Regions from separate parts of the Sus scrofa genome. Here region 2 is linked to region 1. Evidence: chromatin contacts called from public Hi-C data. All regions are on one chromosome and are shown on one strand. The core of a region is the stretch at or near the end of the contact, and the rest is flanking DNA. Distances in the headings are between cores, read along the strand shown. Region 1 holds the start of TMEM171 (transmembrane protein 171). Region 2 holds the start of TMEM174 (transmembrane protein 174).

Evidence for each region. A called contact is a pair of places that touch in the nucleus more often than the background predicts.
Region 2: a Hi-C map of liver shows a contact between it and region 1, with 7 times the contacts expected there. The contact joins the promoter of TMEM174 here to the promoter of TMEM171 in region 1. A contact is called at or near these places in 2 of 5 promoter capture datasets (fetal skeletal muscle and liver) and 6 of 47 Hi-C or Micro-C datasets (epiblast stem cells, liver and skeletal muscle).

The regions. Positions count from the first base shown.
Region 1 is chr2:82,285,524-82,289,021 of Sscrofa11.1, reverse strand. It overlaps TMEM171 (transmembrane protein 171), which reads right to left and starts at 1,811. Exons shown (of 4, transcript NM_001244323.1): 1 at 1,754-1,811.
Region 2 is chr2:82,333,911-82,337,475 of Sscrofa11.1, reverse strand. It overlaps TMEM174 (transmembrane protein 174), which reads right to left and starts at 1,645. Exons shown (of 2, transcript XM_003123688.4): 1 at 594-1,645; 2 at 1-426. The coding sequence starts at 1,228. The coding sequence ends at 321.

The DNA of each region.
Region 1 (3,498 bases), core at 562-3,061:
TAACGAATCCGACTAGGAACCATGAGGTTGCAGGTTCAGTCCCTGCTCTTGCTCAGTGGGTTAAGGATCCGGTGTTGCCGTGAGCTGTGGTGTAGGTTGCAGACGCGGCTCGGATCCCGCGTTGCTGTGGCCCTGGCGTAGGCCTGTGGCTACAGCTCCGATTCGACCCCTAGCCTGGGAACTTCCATATGCTGCGGGAGCTGCCCAAGAAATGGCAAAAAAAAAAAAAAAAGACCCTGTAATCCTTTTGCTGCTCTGAAGATACAGGTGAAGAGTGACTCTGCTACAAAATCCTATTAAGAATTCACTGTATTCCTGGTACTTTCGACTTTGATGTGGGTCATAAGGCCTCAACTGCCTTAGGCAAATTCCCAAATACGAGTATTAAAGTAGAGCCTAAAACTGGATTTGTAGCTTCCTTTCCATGGACTAGTGGACTAAGCACCTGGCACAGGTGTAAATCCCCCATCCAAAATAGCACAGTATGTGCACAGTGTTTTCTCTGTCTCTCTCCTGCTCTTTCTCTCTTCCTCCCCACCCCCAACCCGGTCCCTCTCTTCCACCCCTACTCTTATAGAGGCGCTCACAAAATGACACAGAGACATGGCCACTAAAAGGAAATTAAACCTTTTCCAAATAATAGCGCCCACTTCATTCTCCCAAAGCCAAGTCCGCCTTCTTAACACTGTTCACCAAAAGACATTTTCAAATCAGCAGCATCTCACCACGTCCAAAGCGCTGTGTGTTCGGGGCTCGACACAAAGAGAGCTGAGGTCCGTTACCGGAATAGATTTGCGGGTTTAGAGAGCCCCAGCGCCACACCAGCCCAGAGGGGCTTGGCGCGCAGCTCCCATGCGCTCGAGTTTAGCGCTGCGCAGCTCCTTGCACACATCCTGGATCCTAAACCGCAGAGCGGGGGCTCCCGGGTGTGCAGGAACGCGGGGACGGGAGCGCTTACCTGAGGCTCGGTCCTGCGAGCACGCTGCCTGCGCCGGCGCTCAGCGGGCAGCCCCGGCCGTGGGCACCGGGCACAGCGTGGCGCCCGCCTCCGCCCTCGGCCTCCCGGCCAGAACCTCACACTCCCACCTGCACGTCCGGGCGCGGAGGGCGGGCCGCGCAGTGTTTACCGAGGGGGCGGTGCCGGGCAGGGCAAGGCTGCAGGGGCGCCGGCAGGGCAGGGCGGACTGGCGGGAGCTGGCCGCTGCCGGGTGATACTCTTCGGGGGCCAGGGGTGCGCCCGGCGCGGGGGTGGAGAACGAGGGACAGACTCGGTCCCGGGCGGGTTGACCGGGTGGCTTGTGCGCCCGTGACCGTGCGCGCAAGGAATGCAGGAAAAGGCGCCCCCTCCTCGCCGCCTCCCTGGCTGGGGGCCCCAGGGGCAGGGGCCAGAGAGTTGGGGTTCTCCTGGGTGTTCCAACTCGCGCAGCGACGGTGGAGATCCTGGAGGCTGGAAGGGAGCCGATTCCCTTCTGGGCCGAGAGCCCAGAATTCAAGGTGGGGGTGGAGGAGAAAGGGCAGCGCTGCCCCCTCTTCGTCGTGGCCGTTGCCCGAGCAGATTGGGGGCCCCCAGATCCCGCTGCCACGCCCTCCGGGACGGGTCTACCCAGTGGCTTGTGGCCCTCCTGCCGCTCCAGAGACCTTGACTGGAGCTCCCCGAAGAGCAGGTTATGGAAACACCAAATCACAGAAAAATGCGCTGCATTAGAGTGTGCGGAGACTGAGGCAGGCCCTGGGGAGACCCTTGGACACTCACATGTATGCTCACAGTCCCGCTTTGCCATCGAAGCCCCTTCCCGGTTCTCAGTCGCTAATGATTTGCCGGAATTAAACCTGTAACTTTCCCTGCCCTTGAACCAAGAGTTTCGGGATGGGTGTGCTAATCCCCGTGCTATTTGTAACCTGCCCCGTGACACGTGACACGGATCCAACTGTGCCAGTTTCCACACCAGAGGTCAGGGCGCCGCGAAAGGTGAGTCAAGGGCTCAGCCCAAACACAGGAGTGCTGTGAGCCCCAGGGCCTTCCCCATCGCTGCCGCTTCTCCCCCGGGGTCCTGCCCACTTTGTCTGAAATCCAGTCAAGGGTTAAGGGCCAACGGCATGAACCTTTTGAACGTGAGAACACTTTGCATACCTCGTACAGCAGTTGGTTCCCAGGCTCACTGTTCTCTCTGCCGGTAAAGAATGAGTTGGCTTAGCTGATTACAGAGGTTAGAAGCCAACGAAGTGATTGGAAGGAGACAAAGAGGGAAGGCTGATGAGCATGGGCTCTGGGGGTGGGCCGGCTGGGTAGGTGAGACAGGACTGCATCAGGGAAGCCAACTGTGGTAGGATTTGTTGGGCCACTTGCCCTGGTGGCCAAAGATTAGTACTGTCTTGAATATCAACACTCCTTGCTTTGGGCCAGGTTCCATGTTATCTGCCTTCCCTACATACGGCCTGCGGTTCCTAAGTGTGTGTTTCCAGCAACTCAGAGAAGGCTGCAGCCAGAAGGCAACAGGGGATCAAAAAAGGTCATTTTTCAGTGGAGGAAACTACAGCCCAAAGACCTCCACAGCTGGTTAATGTGGAGCAAGCAAGAGCCTGAACAAAATGTGCTGACTGATCCTCCTGGGTTCACCTGTCACCCAGAGGACATATGATGCCACAAACTCAAAAAAAATGGCTTTTATTGCTTTTTTTTTTTTTTTTTTTGATTCTTATAACAATACAGACACTGTATCCCAAGGACATTGCAGCAATTGTGTCTGGGTGTAGCTATTCTGGTCAAAGTGTCAGGATATACCACCTGCTGGGAGCGCCTGAGAGCACACCCAGCTAACCAGCAAATAACCAGCCGTGGTGATTACACAATAGCCAGGGGCACTCGGCTTTCTAAGAACTCAGTCCTGACCATAGGATTTGCCTCTCCACACAGGCCTGCTAGCAACGCCTTTCTGTACAAGGGGATTCCCTTCTCCTCTCCTACTCATTCTTTCCTTCTCCCTTGCTTGAAACTCAATCTCTGGCCACGTCGTGTCTGGACCTGCAAGGGGCCTGTTGATACAGCTGCCCCTCTGGTGCCACATGACTGCAGACTGGCCACACATGACAGATTCGAATGTACTGGCACCAAGGACAATCAGATTAGCCTCCACTTGGGATGTCTGCCCCTTGGACTGTTTGTGTCTTTTGGAGCCTGTTTGACTAAATTAAACTCCCTGGAAATCGATCATCGGTCAAGTATGAAAGACATGTCCACCAGCCCTCAGGTGCTGGTCTTTGTAACAGACCTGTTCCTAGGAAAGAGACTGGCTGACCTTGGCACGATCTAAAACTCAGTGGCCTTTTCCAGCCTGTGTGTTAGTAGAAAAAGATCAGCCCAGATGAAATCCTTAGAAAAAAGGCATCAGAACAAGCTTTAAAAGTGGATGGAGGAGTTCCCGTCGTGGCGCAGTGGTTAACGAATCCGACTAGGAACCATGAGGTTGCGGGTTCGGTCCCTGCCCTTGCTCAGTGGGT
Region 2 (3,565 bases), core at 396-2,895, 49 kb before region 1:
CCCACTTGCACTACTGTGGAAACTCCCAAAGTCACAGCAATAGTGATTTTTCCCTTGGCTGCTGAAGCTCAAATAAAGACACCAGTGCCTTCCAGTGGGAAGAGGGTGAGGGGAGGATAAATAGGTGAAATTCCTGATCCCAAACCCTAGGCAGGGGATTTCTAGCTCTCCTGGGAGGGAGTTTCCCTACCTCGGCCTAATTTTTACCAATCGGAGAGAGTCTACCTCCCACTTCCCCTCCCCCACCCTGAATGGTGTCTGTCAGGCTGCCTGGGCTCCTCTGCTGTCTCACTTCCGAAGGTCACGGCATCGAACACTCTCTAGCGGGGGAGGGAGCATATTTCCTCATAGGGGGGAGGAGAGAAACAGGTGGAATCCTCATCTCCCAGCTGTGTCTCTTCTAGCTGCTCAGCATCAGGGCTGGACCTGAAAGGGGAGCAGAGAGCACAAGATGCGTTACAGCCCACAGCCCCTCTCAAACCAATGCCACTGTCCTGACAATGAGCCACACAGATGTGCATTCTCCTGCCACCTTCCTTACAGCAAACACAGCCAAGGCTGGAAGGGGAGCGTCCCTACTGCACTCACCATACCTGTCATCTCCAGCATCCACGAAGGAAGGGTAGTCCTGGTCGTGAACAAAGGCAGCATTCTCTGGAGGGTAGATGGTGTAGTACTGGGGCGGGCTTGGCATGGCAGCCGCCAGCCCTCCAGGCGGGACGAGACCGCACGGGCTCACCACCGGCTGCAGGTAGGTGGTGGTCATCCCCAGGGGCTCTTGAGAGCCATAAGGGGGGGGGATATACTGCACCACCGTGGCCCCGTGGAAGGTGATGGGTTGGTTGATACCAGTGAAAACAAACGATTGTCCTCCGGCCGTCTGCTCCAAGTCCGGGACCCTCTCCTCACTCTCTTTGCACAACTGGCAGGAGAGCATTTTGAACTTGCACACGGCAATCAGGATGAACGTGACCCCCACCGACAGCAGGATGGGTCCAAGGAGCTGGGTCCATTCAAAGTGGGAGACTCCTTGGTATTTGATCCAGCCCATGATGGTGAATGTGATCCCCACCAGTCCCAGGAAGATGCCCGAGAAGAGCAAGGTGGCCCCCGCCTTGTCGTCATCCGACACCTGGATGTCAGCGGTACTGGGCGTGTAAGGGGTGACGGAAAACACATTGAGAGGGAAGTCCTCCACGCGGTTGTGGCCCTGCTCCATCGTCCTCATGCGTCTTCCAGGGGAAAAGGGGTTGTGAGAGCTCCTGAGAGCAGAGCACAGGGATCCCAGGTCCAGGTTAGTTATGGAAGAACTTTGGGCTTCTGTGGTTAACAGAGTAGAACATGCAGAGGCCTGAACTTTGTTTAGAAGAATAAAGGTCTGAGAAGTGAAGCCTGAAGTGTTTTCATAGAGGGTCAACAACTAGCGTCTTCTGATTTGCAATTCAGTGACCATCACTCTCTCTTCCACGTTCATTCATTCACTCATTCAACAGTATTTGTTGAGCCCATCTTACGTGCCAGGAGACACTTTTCTAGATGGTTTCGGCCCTGTGCCAAAGCTCTCTTTGCATCCTCCCAGGACCAAGATAGTAGAAATTGCAGGAGACCTCCAGGGCCTCTGGCCATGGAGGGCCCCTTGATTTTTCCGCCACACGTTCAGGAATCTAACCCAACTTTCCTGCTGGGTCAGCTCACTAGAAATAGGCAGAGACCTGCCTCATTGTCTTGTTTTCCTTCCCACCTTAGGAATCTCTAGCTGGGGTAACACTGAAATGTTCACAGCAACTCTCCAAAGCCCTGAGGTCCTGCTCTTTCCTGGTCAAGCACCAAGTGCCCTGGATTTCAGCATTTGGGGAATAATTCCAGCTGTGGGAGAGGAACAATTCCCCCTAGAAGCCTTTCCATGCACAGTCTCATTGGCCGAGCGTCAGGTATGACCCCAGGGTCTCAGGAACCCACACATCAGGCCCTTGGTCCGTGGTGGTGGCATAGTCTCCAGTTTCCACAGTGAAATGAACAGCTGCATTTTCTTTCCTTTTTTTTTTTTTTTTTTTGTCTTTTTAGGGCCACACCCACGGCATATGGAGATTCTCAGGCTAGGGGTCAAATTGGAGCTGTAGCTGCCAGCCTATGCCACAAGTCAGAGCAATGCAGGATCTGAGCCATGTCTTCGACCTACACCACAGCTCACGGCAACACTGGATCCTTAACTCACTGAGCGAGGCCAGGAATCGAACCTGCATCCTCATGGATGCCAGTCAGATTCGTTTCCGCTGAGGCATGACAGGAACTCCTTTTTTTTCAGCTGCATTTTCAAACCTGCTGTGTTTGGCTACCAAACCCAAGTTGATTTAGAGAAGAAAACTTGCCCTTCAGTGGCATGATTTGTCATTCCTAACTACAGAACCCAGCACAGCTCGGCTAATTTCCTCCCCCGGCCCCCGAATAGTAACTGTAGCCCTCTTCCCTGGAGAGATCTTCTCCGAACAGCTGTCCCTCTTCAGTGGTTAAATATTATATCAGCTCTCTTTTGTGGGCGTGAGCGCAAGGTCCAGGAAAAGAGCTGCCCTCTTGCCCTAAGGCAGGGCTTCCCAAACTTCCCTGATGATAAGAATCACCCGGCCCATATTTTTAAACAGCAACATCTGAGTTCCCAATTCAGCTCAGCAGAACCAACATTTCCAAGGGAGAGTAAGTGGCCCAGGTGTCTCTTATCATCAGGAATCCTTGAAAACCCTACTCCAATTTAATCCCAAGGCTCCTGGGAAACCAGGGGACTTTCTTCCCCTCCAGAATGCCTGGCCCTGCTACAGGACAAGGCTTGTGATCTTCAACTTTGCTGCCAAACAGATGGGAAGGCAAGCAGGTGACCCCATCAGGTACCTCCCTGCACGTGTCCTTGAACAGCAAGAATGAAGTGATGTTGCAATAGGAGAGGTCTGCCCCCCTTCCCACTGGGCTAGATCAGAGTCCAGGGAGCCAGCTTTTTGCTTTAATCATAAAAATTCTGGTCGGCTAGCCTGATGTTGTTTTCAGGCCCTTCACCCCTGAGTTAACAGTTGAAACAGTCCCTGGCATTTAGAAAGAGCTAGGCTGTCAAAATTGTTCTTTGAAAACACTCAGCTCATGCTTCCCATTTGTCTATAGCTATACCCTTTTGCAATTAAGACAACAACTGGCAACACTGAAACAGAAGAAGGAAATTACCTTCGTCAAAACAGCCCATGAATGCAAAACTGGAATGGCTTTCAGAGCAGACACATCAGGAAACTCTAGTTATGCCTTATTTTATTTTTTATTGAAGTATATAGTTAATTTACAATGTTAGTTTCAAGGTTACAACAAAATGATTCAAAGTTTTATGGACTGTACTCCTTTTAAAGTCATAAAATATTGGCTATATTCCCTGTACTGTACTGTATAATATATCCTGGTAGCTTATTTTATACACAGTAGTTTGTCCCTCTTAATCCTCTACCCCTGTCTTGCCCCTTCCTTCTTCCCACTTCCTCCTTCCCTCTCCTTCCTGGTAACCACTGGTTTGTTCTCAATATCTGTGAGTCTC